Regions from separate parts of the Mus musculus genome. Here region 1 is linked to region 2. Evidence: chromatin contacts called from public promoter capture Hi-C data. All regions are on one chromosome and are shown on one strand. The core of a region is the stretch at or near the end of the contact, and the rest is flanking DNA. Distances in the headings are between cores, read along the strand shown. Region 1 holds the start of 2210408I21Rik (RIKEN cDNA 2210408I21 gene). Region 2 holds the start of Ccdc127 (coiled-coil domain containing 127).

Region 1 (4,833 bases), core at 928-3,427, 2.8 Mb after region 2:
CAAGATACTGGTAAGAATGCTGGAAATTACACCTAATTTAACCTAGATAAGGAAATAAATACTGAGTCAATCCCTAGTACCAAGGGCAGAGAAAAAAAAAAAAAAAAACCTACCTTGAGGATTTAAATCTTTGGATAGACAGTGAAACCAAGATTTAAGTCTGTTACTGTGGAAAGGCTATGCCTTTTCTACAATGCCAATCTGGCTTAAATTTTAGACTTAATCTACCTCTCTTAAACAATCTTATGAGGCAATTTTACAAAGCAATCTAATTTCTATCAGTATAGCAGGAAGGTAATACTACATGAAAAAAGAATCTACTACGTGGGATAGGAGACATTTAGAACAACAAAATGAAGAAATTAAACAATTATTAATCATTTTCAAAAACATAATTCCAATATCTAAAATATTCACATATTTCCTGGAATATTCTAAAGAGTTTTATTACTTTCCTATTGATAAAAGTTTCTATTTTTCTCTCTCAAAACAGATTTGGATCAATTATTGAAAATTTTCATGCATATTATTAAAATAATATATTTTAAATTTCAAAATAATCTTGTTGGAATCGCTTAAAAAGAACAGGTGATGTTCGACTTAAGTTCTGAAAGTATTCAGTCTCCTTTAGCCTTATGATTTTAACCTATGGAGAACTGAATTTATTCTTTACCTGGTTTTTAAAACAGTGGAAATTTGTAGAATAATACAGCCAAGAAACAAACTGAAAATACTATTTAATTAGTAAGCCTATACTATTGGTTTCCTAAAAATCAAAGAGGCAGCCATGGAAATTGTGAATGCATGGAATGGAATTTTAACTGCTCTTTATTTTGATTATGAAAAGGAATTACAACAGACTACTGTTTCATACACCAACATGATCTAAGCTTTCTGCTTTACAAAAGCAAAAATATTCTAAATCATATCATTGATTTTCACCCAAGTCAATGAAGCATGAGAAAAATCTCGACTAAGAAAACAGGTCTAACTGAAGTTTAGTTGCTTATTGAAGACTGTCTCACATTAAGATATATCTAAACATTTGAGTGTTTCAACATCCTAGGTCGTGAAATTCTTAATGTTACCTTACAAATAATCAAATTTCTTCTCACACAAATCTACCCAAATGATCAAGCTATGTTTTGAACACCTAGAATAAACAAGAATCATTCCATTCACAGCAACAGCTTGAAAACCAATATAAGACCTGGGTCGTGATTGAATTCAAGTCATTTCCAATGTTTCAAAGGAATTTTTTCTCTTATTTATTTATCTATTTTCCTCTGTAGAGGATAGTCATTTTTCACAAAAGAGCTTGGGGAATTGAAAATCAATTTCGATCAACCACAGGTCCCAAATCCCGATTTGGAGTATTAAGGTAAATGAGTATCAATTTAGCCAGACCTTGAAAACGCAATACATTTCTGTCACTTAGAGTTGTCCTGGTGCTCAGGAACCCCAGGAACACAAACCCTTCCTTTAGGAGAGGTGCTCGCGCGCTGCTGTTCAAAGCCTACAATACCGCTGAGATAAAAAGCTCATTTTCATTTCGGTGTGAAAAACAATTCTACTCGAGAGAAAGAATGTCTCGTTTTTCATCTTAATGAAAGGCAGGCCCTGGGAATCCCTGCCACCTTCATGGAAGCTAAGGTTTGTAGGCATCCAAGAACTGGCACGGGGTGAGGCGTCCTAGGCGGTTCTATGGAAACGGGAGACGCGAGCGGCCTAGCGCCCGGAGCCCCGGCAGCGGGCAGCGGCCTGGGCGCGCTGCGGGGCTCGCCAGGGACCTGTCTGCCCAGAAGGGCCGGGCAGGCCGAGATCGGAGGGCCCGGCCATCGGCACGGGCGCGGGCCCCGAGTTCACCTTGAAGGAACCAAGGCTGTGAAAGCACGAGCGCCAAGCGCCTCCGCGGCCCAGAGAGGACGGCCGGGAAGTCAGAGGCGCTGCCTGAGAACGCGGTAAATGGCGTCTTCCGAGCTGAGGCGCTTTACCTTCCCGGCCGAAGCTTCTGGGCTGGTTTCGTCTTGCGAAGCTGCCGGTGGTGGCGGTAGGGGCGACGACTACCACCGTAGGACTCCCTGCTCCAATAAACTAGGTTCTAGGAAACAATTTCCCGCCGCGCGCTCGGCGTTCCCGGAAGCAGTTTACCAGTTCCGGGTGGTTGTCAGTGACGCTCTCGAGCGGTCGCCAGGGCTGCCTGAGATGCCGACTATTTGGTTCTGGCCAGCGCGTCAGGCCCTTGCAGGATCAGCGCCATAGACGGAGATTGGTAAGTGACTTTTCCCTCTCTTCCCGGTGTTTTCGGCCTGCCAGCTACCTGCCGAATGTGGATAGGACCGAGAAGTGAGCAGACAGAAGTTGGCCCCCTAAATCCCCATCCTTTCCTCTGGTGCCTGATCCTCCTTGAGGCTGGAGAAGGCCCTGGGATCCGGCTCACTGTCTTCATTCGCTTGACTTACCTCCAACGTGGAAGTCGATCTTAGCCGAAGACAACTGGTTCTGTGCAGTGTTTCTACCCTGTCTATTCGCAGGGTTTGGTCTCCCTGTTTCTTGAAAGTTACATTATGTACCCTTTACTGAATACTGTTAAAATAGTTGGGGGTTCACTTGGGAGGGCAAGCAGGCAGCTGAAGACGGCGGCTTTTGCATGCATTCAGAATGGGACATTCCTGATTTTCAATTAATTGAACTTTTCTCCTTCAGTTTTAATTAAAAATGGCTTCTGTTTTTGTTTTTTTTGTTTTTTGTTTTTTTTCTGCTATGCATTACTGAGACGCTATCATTCCTATAACGGTATGCATCAGCTTTAGATACACGTTTTATGTTGTGGAAATCATTGATTAGAATCAGGTACACTTTCAGTAAGGAATGTTCTGACTTTACTATGAACTCACTGCGAATAGTTCAGGATAATTTTGGGTGGGGATTTGGAGTTACCCAGAGGAGTTGTAAAGAGAAATTGCTTTTGACAAATGTCTAGTTCGAGGAAAGATGCTCATTTATTCAAAGACGCAAAAAGTGTTACTCTTTCTTGACCAATGCAGTTTCCTCGGGGGAGTTCACTCATCCTCTTATTATTTGTTGATCACCTTTTCCCATTTCTCCAAATCAGTCAATCTCAAAAGACGTCTAGAGTGTACCATAAATTAAAATATAATATTAGGACTAGAGAGATGGTACACTGATTAAGAGCTCTCTGCTCTTCCAGAGGTCACTAATTCAATTCCCAGCACCCACATGGCAGCTCACAACTATCTGTAACTCTAGTAACATGAGATTCAGTGACCTCTTCGGGTGTGCAGGTATACATGCAGATGAAACACCATGTACATAAAATATATGCATAAACAAATCTTTTTAAAAAGAAAAATGTCATATATTCAATTAAAGGGACCTGAAGCATCAGACAAGCGCCCCTTTGCCTTTTGAGAGTAAAACTATATTTAGAAAAGCATGTTGATCTTTTTAACTGCCTGTTTGATTAATCACTGAACTTTTATAGTTTCTGAATGATGCAAATATTGTCACCTTATGATTTTTTTAACTTATATCTTAAACAGTTATAAATACTTTCAGGGAGATTTTATGTTCGTCACGCATAGCAACTAGCTTTAAAAAAAAAAGCACTGTTCTTATTTGTGCCTTGGATTCATATAGCACTTCATGAATGCTCACAGGTGTCTCTGCCTTCTGCCTAGCAGTTTATATTCACTATTTAATGTTTACAAAAGAAAAATCCTGTCTCTTTGCATACATTTTATAGTGCAACTGAGAGGTCGTAACATATACGTATAAAATTGTCATGACTGAGATTCCAGTCTTCCTGATTCTGGAACTTAGCTCTTTACTGTATTTACCTATCATGGTGACATGTGATTGTAATTCCAGTGTTTGGGAAATGGGACATTGGGAGTTCTTTTTTTCTTTTTTACACTCCATATTTTATTCCTCCCTTGCCCAATCCACCCTCCGACTGTTCCACATCTCATATCTCCTCTCCACCCCCTGTCTCCTCGTGGATGCCTCCAGCCCCCACCCCACCTGACCCCTAAACTCCCTGGGGCCTCCAGTCTCAGGAGGGTTAGGTGTATCATCTCTAAATGATCACATACTCGGAAGTCCTCTACTGTATGTGTGTTGGGGGTCTCATATCAGCTGGTGTATGCTGTCTGTTTGGTGGTTCAGTGTTTTGAGAGATCTCAGGGGTCCAGGTTAATTGAGACTGCTGGTCCTCCTGCAGGATCGCCTTTCTCAGCTTTCAGCCTTCCCTAATTCAAAAACAGGGTTCAGCTGCTTCTATCCATTTGTTGGGTACAAATATCTGCATCTGACTCTTTCAGCTGCTTGTTGGATCTTTCAGGGGTCTGTCATGATAGGTCCCTTTTTAAGAGTACTCCATATCCTCAGTAATAGTGTCAGGCCTTGGGACCTCCCCTTGAGCTGGATCCCACTTTGGGCCTGTTGCTGGATCTTCATTTCCTCAGGCTCCTCTCCATTTCCATCCCTGTAATTCTTTCAAACAGGAACAATTATGGATCAGAGTAGTGACTGTGGGATGGCAACCCAATACCTAACTTGATGACCTGTCTTCCTGATGGAGGTGGGCTTTCTAAGTTCCCTCTCCCTACTGTCTGGCATTTTATCCCTTTGAGTCCTGAGAGTCTCTCATCTCTCAAGTCTCTGGTGCATTCTGGAGGGGCCCCTCAACCTCCTATTTCCTGAAATTGCCTGTTTCCATTCTTTTACTGGCCCTCAGGGCTTCAGTCCTTTTCCCTCACCCAATACCAGATCATGTTCCCTGCTACCCCCATTTTCCCCTCATTTATTTTC
Region 2 (4,928 bases), core at 733-3,232:
GGCATTTCCTCAATTAGTGATCAAGGGGGAAAGGCCCCTTGTGGGTGGTGCCATCTCTGGGCTGGCAGTCTTGGGTTCTATAAGAAAGCAGGCTGAGAAAGCCAGTGGAAGCAAGCCAGTAAAGAACATCTCTCCATGGTCTCTGCATCGGCTCCTGCTTTTTGACCTGCTTGAGTTCCTATCCTGACTTCCTTTGGTGATGAACAGCAGTATGGAAGTGTAAGCTGAATAAACCCTTTCCTCCCCAACTTGCTTCTTGGTCATGATGTTTGTGCAGGAATAGAAACCCTGACTAAGACACCAGGCCTGTTGGACATAAGTAAAATTAAGGATTCTAGGATGTAAATGTTTCTTCAGCAGGATTGAGCAGCCATTAGACTCTTTCCCTTAACAAAGGAGACAAACCGAATTACAACTAGTAAGCCCATTTCTCTTTCAAAGACCATTCCTCTAGAAGGCAGTCCCGGGTGACAATAAACTTTAAATATGGTATTCCATAAAGCTCCACTTCTCTTCTTAACAAAGCCTAATTCTGACAGCTGGACGAGATGCCCATAGGCAGGAACAATAAAGATGCACTTAAAAACAATTCAGGCAATGAAAAATACCTTTGCTGTGCAAATCTCCCACCTGCCTAAGTGGCCAGACTTGCAGTCTCCTGTCTCTGTCTAAACTGGTCAAAGCATAAACTGGATCTGGAATAGGAAAGGAATTTAAGGATGCCAACATATGTGGTAAGCATAAACCTAAGGTGTATACAAGTTAATAAAAATCTTCTATCCTTGACTGTTCCTTTTGGGCATTAGCCAGAGCTGGGCTCAGACTATCATTATTTTTTTTTTTTTTCCTTGAGTGTGTGGAGTGAATCCTGGGCATGGGGTGGGCTCACCTATTTCTGCTACAAAAGAATTCTGCTACAATTATAGGTGGCTGACTTATTATCTCCTGTAAAGGGCTTCAATGATCAGGACTTAAAACCCTTCTTGCAGAGCCCAAGGGATAGAGGTGGAAGTAGGAGTTTGTGGCAGCAAATACAAATCACAGAAATTATCAAGGTTTGAAAATGCCTTCTGGCCTTGCAAGAATAGCTGCCAACTAACCCTTGAACATTTCATTGAACATGCATTTTAATATCTATTTCAGAAAATAGACAACTGCAGCCATAATTTGATGCACAATGCAAGTCGATACTGTTCAATGTCTTAGGGCCTTTACTTTGTAATTAAATTGTTAAGTAGGTAGGTGAGACAGAACTTTAAAGAACCCAACCTGTCAAATTTAGTTTACGTTAATAAAACCCTAGGAGTGTGACGAATAACAGGTGACCGGCAAAGAGTGCACTGAGACAAGATCTGACAATCTGGGAGGCCAACATCAGACCCCTGCAACCCTGAGTCACTGTGTACCTCTTCAAATGCAAAAAGAAGTCGCAAGACTGGATGAACACGGTGCAGAAGTCTCACCTGGTATCTTCAAATATCTCTTTGATATTTAAAAACAGTAGCTAAGGCCACTACACAAAACCTGTAAGCTCATCACTTATAAGTCTTAGTGTCGACACCCAGACTACCAACGGATTACTCGCAGACCCGTCCGCATCCAGAATGCAACAGGCCGGTCCCTCCCTTTAACCTTGGAGAACTTCGCTAGACCAAGACGGGGAAGGCCAGACTCCACGCCCGCGACCTCGGGGTCGTGACCTTCGCCGGAAAGCAGTCGGCTTCGGCCCACTGCACCTTCCCAGACTCAGGCCAACTCGGGTGGAATCGTGGCGCACTCCTAGCGCCTGCCATTTCGTGGCACTAACTCACCGCCCCAGTTAACGCCAAGCGCCGCCCGCGAAGAAGCCTCGAAACTGCGCCAACCCCGGCCATGTCTGCCTTCCCGCAAGCCCCAGCGACAGACTGCGCTTGCGCACCGAGTCGCGCGGGTGTCGGGCTTGGAAGATTCTGCGCCTGCGCAACACGCCCCTCCTGGCTCGCGTGAGTGGTGGTGCGCCTGCGCCCTGTAAACGCGGCGGTGGCAACACGTCTGAGGTAGGGTGGCAGCAACGCTGATGGGCTCTGCTCCAGGGGTAAGTGAGGTGCCAATGTCTTTAAAGTGCTTCTCGGGTGGTTCTTGTTTGCCAAAACAGAGAGGGTCGGATGATCTGGAGAGATGGAAGTAGGGTCCTGGGGCGGAGATCGCAAGCTCCATAAGAGCCCGTTTTGTTGGGCGCTTGAATCTCAACTAATGGGGGGGGGGGGGGGTACATACTGCCCTGGACTTCTAGAGTAGGTAGGAATGATGTCTTGGTGGCTGGACAAGGAGCAGCTAGCTGCACTGGGCTACGTAAAAGCCAGGATACTGAACTAGAAACTATATCCAAAGCTTTCGTCTTCGTTACAGCAGCTGGGAAGCTGGAGGCCCGGCCTGTTGTCATCCTGAAAGCTGCTTAGATCGTGGCTAGCATCCCATATTGCAAACGCGCTCTCATTTGATCACTTTCAGATAGTTTTTCTATTTTTCTAGTGAGTATAGCTGAAATGTTCGGTGGAATTAAATAGCATAAAAAGTAAACCAATAATCGTAATTGTTTCCTGAATTTTCAGTTAATATTAGATTAAGGTTTTCCTCTTGGTGCACAATCTTTATGACCATTATTTTGAATTGTTTAAGTTTACAATGAACCGTTCCCATTTTATTTCTTTGTTTTTTTATTAATAAATAAGGAAATATGGAATATATTCATGCACAACACTTTATATTTTGAATTATTTCCTTGAACTTTATAACCCCAAAATGGATGTTGTTGGTGCAGAGGAAATAAATATGACAGCTTACCCTACAAGGGTTCTGCGTTGGTGGGTTCAACCAACTGCAGATAAAATATATTTGGGGAAAATGTGTCTGTTCGGAGTATGTACAGACTTTTTTTTTAACAAGGGGGAAAATAAAACAGATGAACTACTTAAGTGCCTTTATACCTTATTAGGTATCGGTGACTTAGAGATAAAGTATTGAGCAGATTATATTCAAATACAGCATTGTATATGGGAGCCTTGGCTATCTTCAAGGCTTTTGGTATGAGATGGGGCTCCCCATCAGATATCTGATGGATGGCTATACATAGTAGGAGGTTTTTGAAAGTTGCCTGCTTTTAGTGTGTGTATGTGTGTGTGTGCATACATACATATATATATATGTATATACACATACATATTTCTAAATTAGGCATCTACCATACGTCATACGTATTAATTCTATAGTTCCTATAAACCGTTACATTCTGAGCCATGTATTATGGTTATATATTTATTGTTCATTATTGTGCATCTTAACATGTTAAACAAGGTTTGTTAAAAACACTAAAACTTTCAAAATTTGGGTTGAATTACGTATTTCTTACATGGATCTTGGTTAACTATTTTGTGTTTATTGTATTTGTACATATAAGCAAGCTGAATGTTTTTATGACTTTACAGTATGAGAACACCCATCGAATATGGGTACTTTTTATTTTATTTTTATTTATTTGAGACAGAGACTCTCTGTATAGACCTGGCTCTCCACTATGTAGACTAGACTATCTTCAAACTCAAAGAGATCAGCCTGCCTCTGCCAACTTGAATTCTGAGATTAAAAGCATGCACTAACATGCCTGGCTAATATGGGTAGTTTGTAAACTAGTAAATTTATATTAATATTGGTATCCAGCCTAGTTTGTGAGTTATACCCTAATATGAAGCAAGGGATTTTTGTAATCCTGATCATGATCCTCATGTAAAAAGATTTTCTTTGATTTTTGTCTGTAGAAAACTGCTCATTCTTCAAACCCCAGGTCATATAAAGCAAATGTCTATTGTGGATTCACTTTTATTGTTTTATTGTTATCTCTGTACAACTGTATTAAAGTCTTACAGAGACAACCAATAAGAAACATGTACAGTCATGCATCACTTAGTTAACAGTGGAGACAGATTCTGACAAATGTATTGATAGGGGATTCCAATTTTATGTAAATCCAAGAGTGAGTTGAGCCTGCTCTGACATTAAGCAATATTAACGTGGAACTGCTTTATGTGTAGCTCATTGTCAACTGTAATTTTTTTAGGGTTTGTGATGGTATGTGTGCAGTAAAATGACATTTGATTTATTATAAATAATCAGTATAGGCACCCAAATGCTTACCATCATACAGAAACACTTCTCAGGCACTCCTCGAATGATGTCTAACCAATTAGCTGGGCATGCTGAGATGCCTTTTTTTGGTCATGTTGACACACAAGATAATAATCATTACAACAACCACACATCTAAACATGAAGGGAAAAATCACTACATTCTACTTGTACTTCACTTGAGACATGCCTCCCTCCCACACAACACTGTGACTTCTTGAAATCACATAGGATGCCATGCTGTGCAGCACATACAGCTGAAAATTATTTTCTTGACTAAAATAATGTATATAGATGATATAACCATAATAGCCATGCTCTTTCTTTTATATAGTTAATATCTTTTTTCATTTTCTTCAAGGTATAGCTCCATGAATAACTTAAACGACCCCCCAAATTGGAATATCAGGCCCAATGCCAGGGCTGATGGGGGTGATGGAAGCAAGTGGAATTATGCCCTATTGGTGCCAATGCTCGGATTGGCAGCATTTCGTAAGTTATGGTTTTCTGGTTCAAAATTATGCCAGGAGTACCCGGGTTGCTGTCTTTAGGATTTGGCCAGTACAGTGCGGTTTTATCCTATACAGTGGCTCTGTGACAGAGTTAGCCTTTCTGATCCTCAGTTTACCTATTCCTAGAAGGTAGCTTATCCTGCCTCAATACATTGTGAGGATTAAATAATGCAGAAGCATTTGGTGTAGGTTAGGTTTTAATAAGCTTTAGCTTTCTCCCATTGCTTACTGTTCTAAGGGGACTTCTTTGCCTTAA

What was found. Promoter capture Hi-C pulls out the DNA fragments that hold promoters and counts their contacts.
Region 1: a promoter capture Hi-C map of liver shows a contact between it and region 2, with 5 times the contacts expected there. The contact joins the promoter of 2210408I21Rik here to the promoter of Ccdc127 in region 2. A contact is called at or near these places in 2 of 39 promoter capture datasets (liver and pre-B cells) and 1 of 9 other capture datasets (liver).

Annotation. Positions count from the first base shown.
Region 1 is chr13:77,133,359-77,138,191 of GRCm38.p6, forward strand. It overlaps 2210408I21Rik (RIKEN cDNA 2210408I21 gene), which reads left to right and starts at 2,178. Exons shown (of 20, transcript NM_001145676.1): 1 at 2,178-2,272. Slf1 (SMC5-SMC6 complex localization factor 1) reads right to left here and starts at 2,110. Exons shown (of 21, transcript NM_134071.3): 1 at 1,995-2,110.
Region 2 is chr13:74,348,335-74,353,262 of GRCm38.p6, forward strand. Ccdc127 (coiled-coil domain containing 127) reads left to right here and starts at 1,983. Exons shown (of 3, transcript NM_001168659.1): 1 at 1,983-2,074; 2 at 4,522-4,652. The coding sequence starts at 4,532. It overlaps Sdha (succinate dehydrogenase complex, subunit A, flavoprotein (Fp)), which reads right to left and starts at 1,906. Exons shown (of 15, transcript NM_023281.1): 1 at 1,812-1,906. The coding sequence starts at 1,874.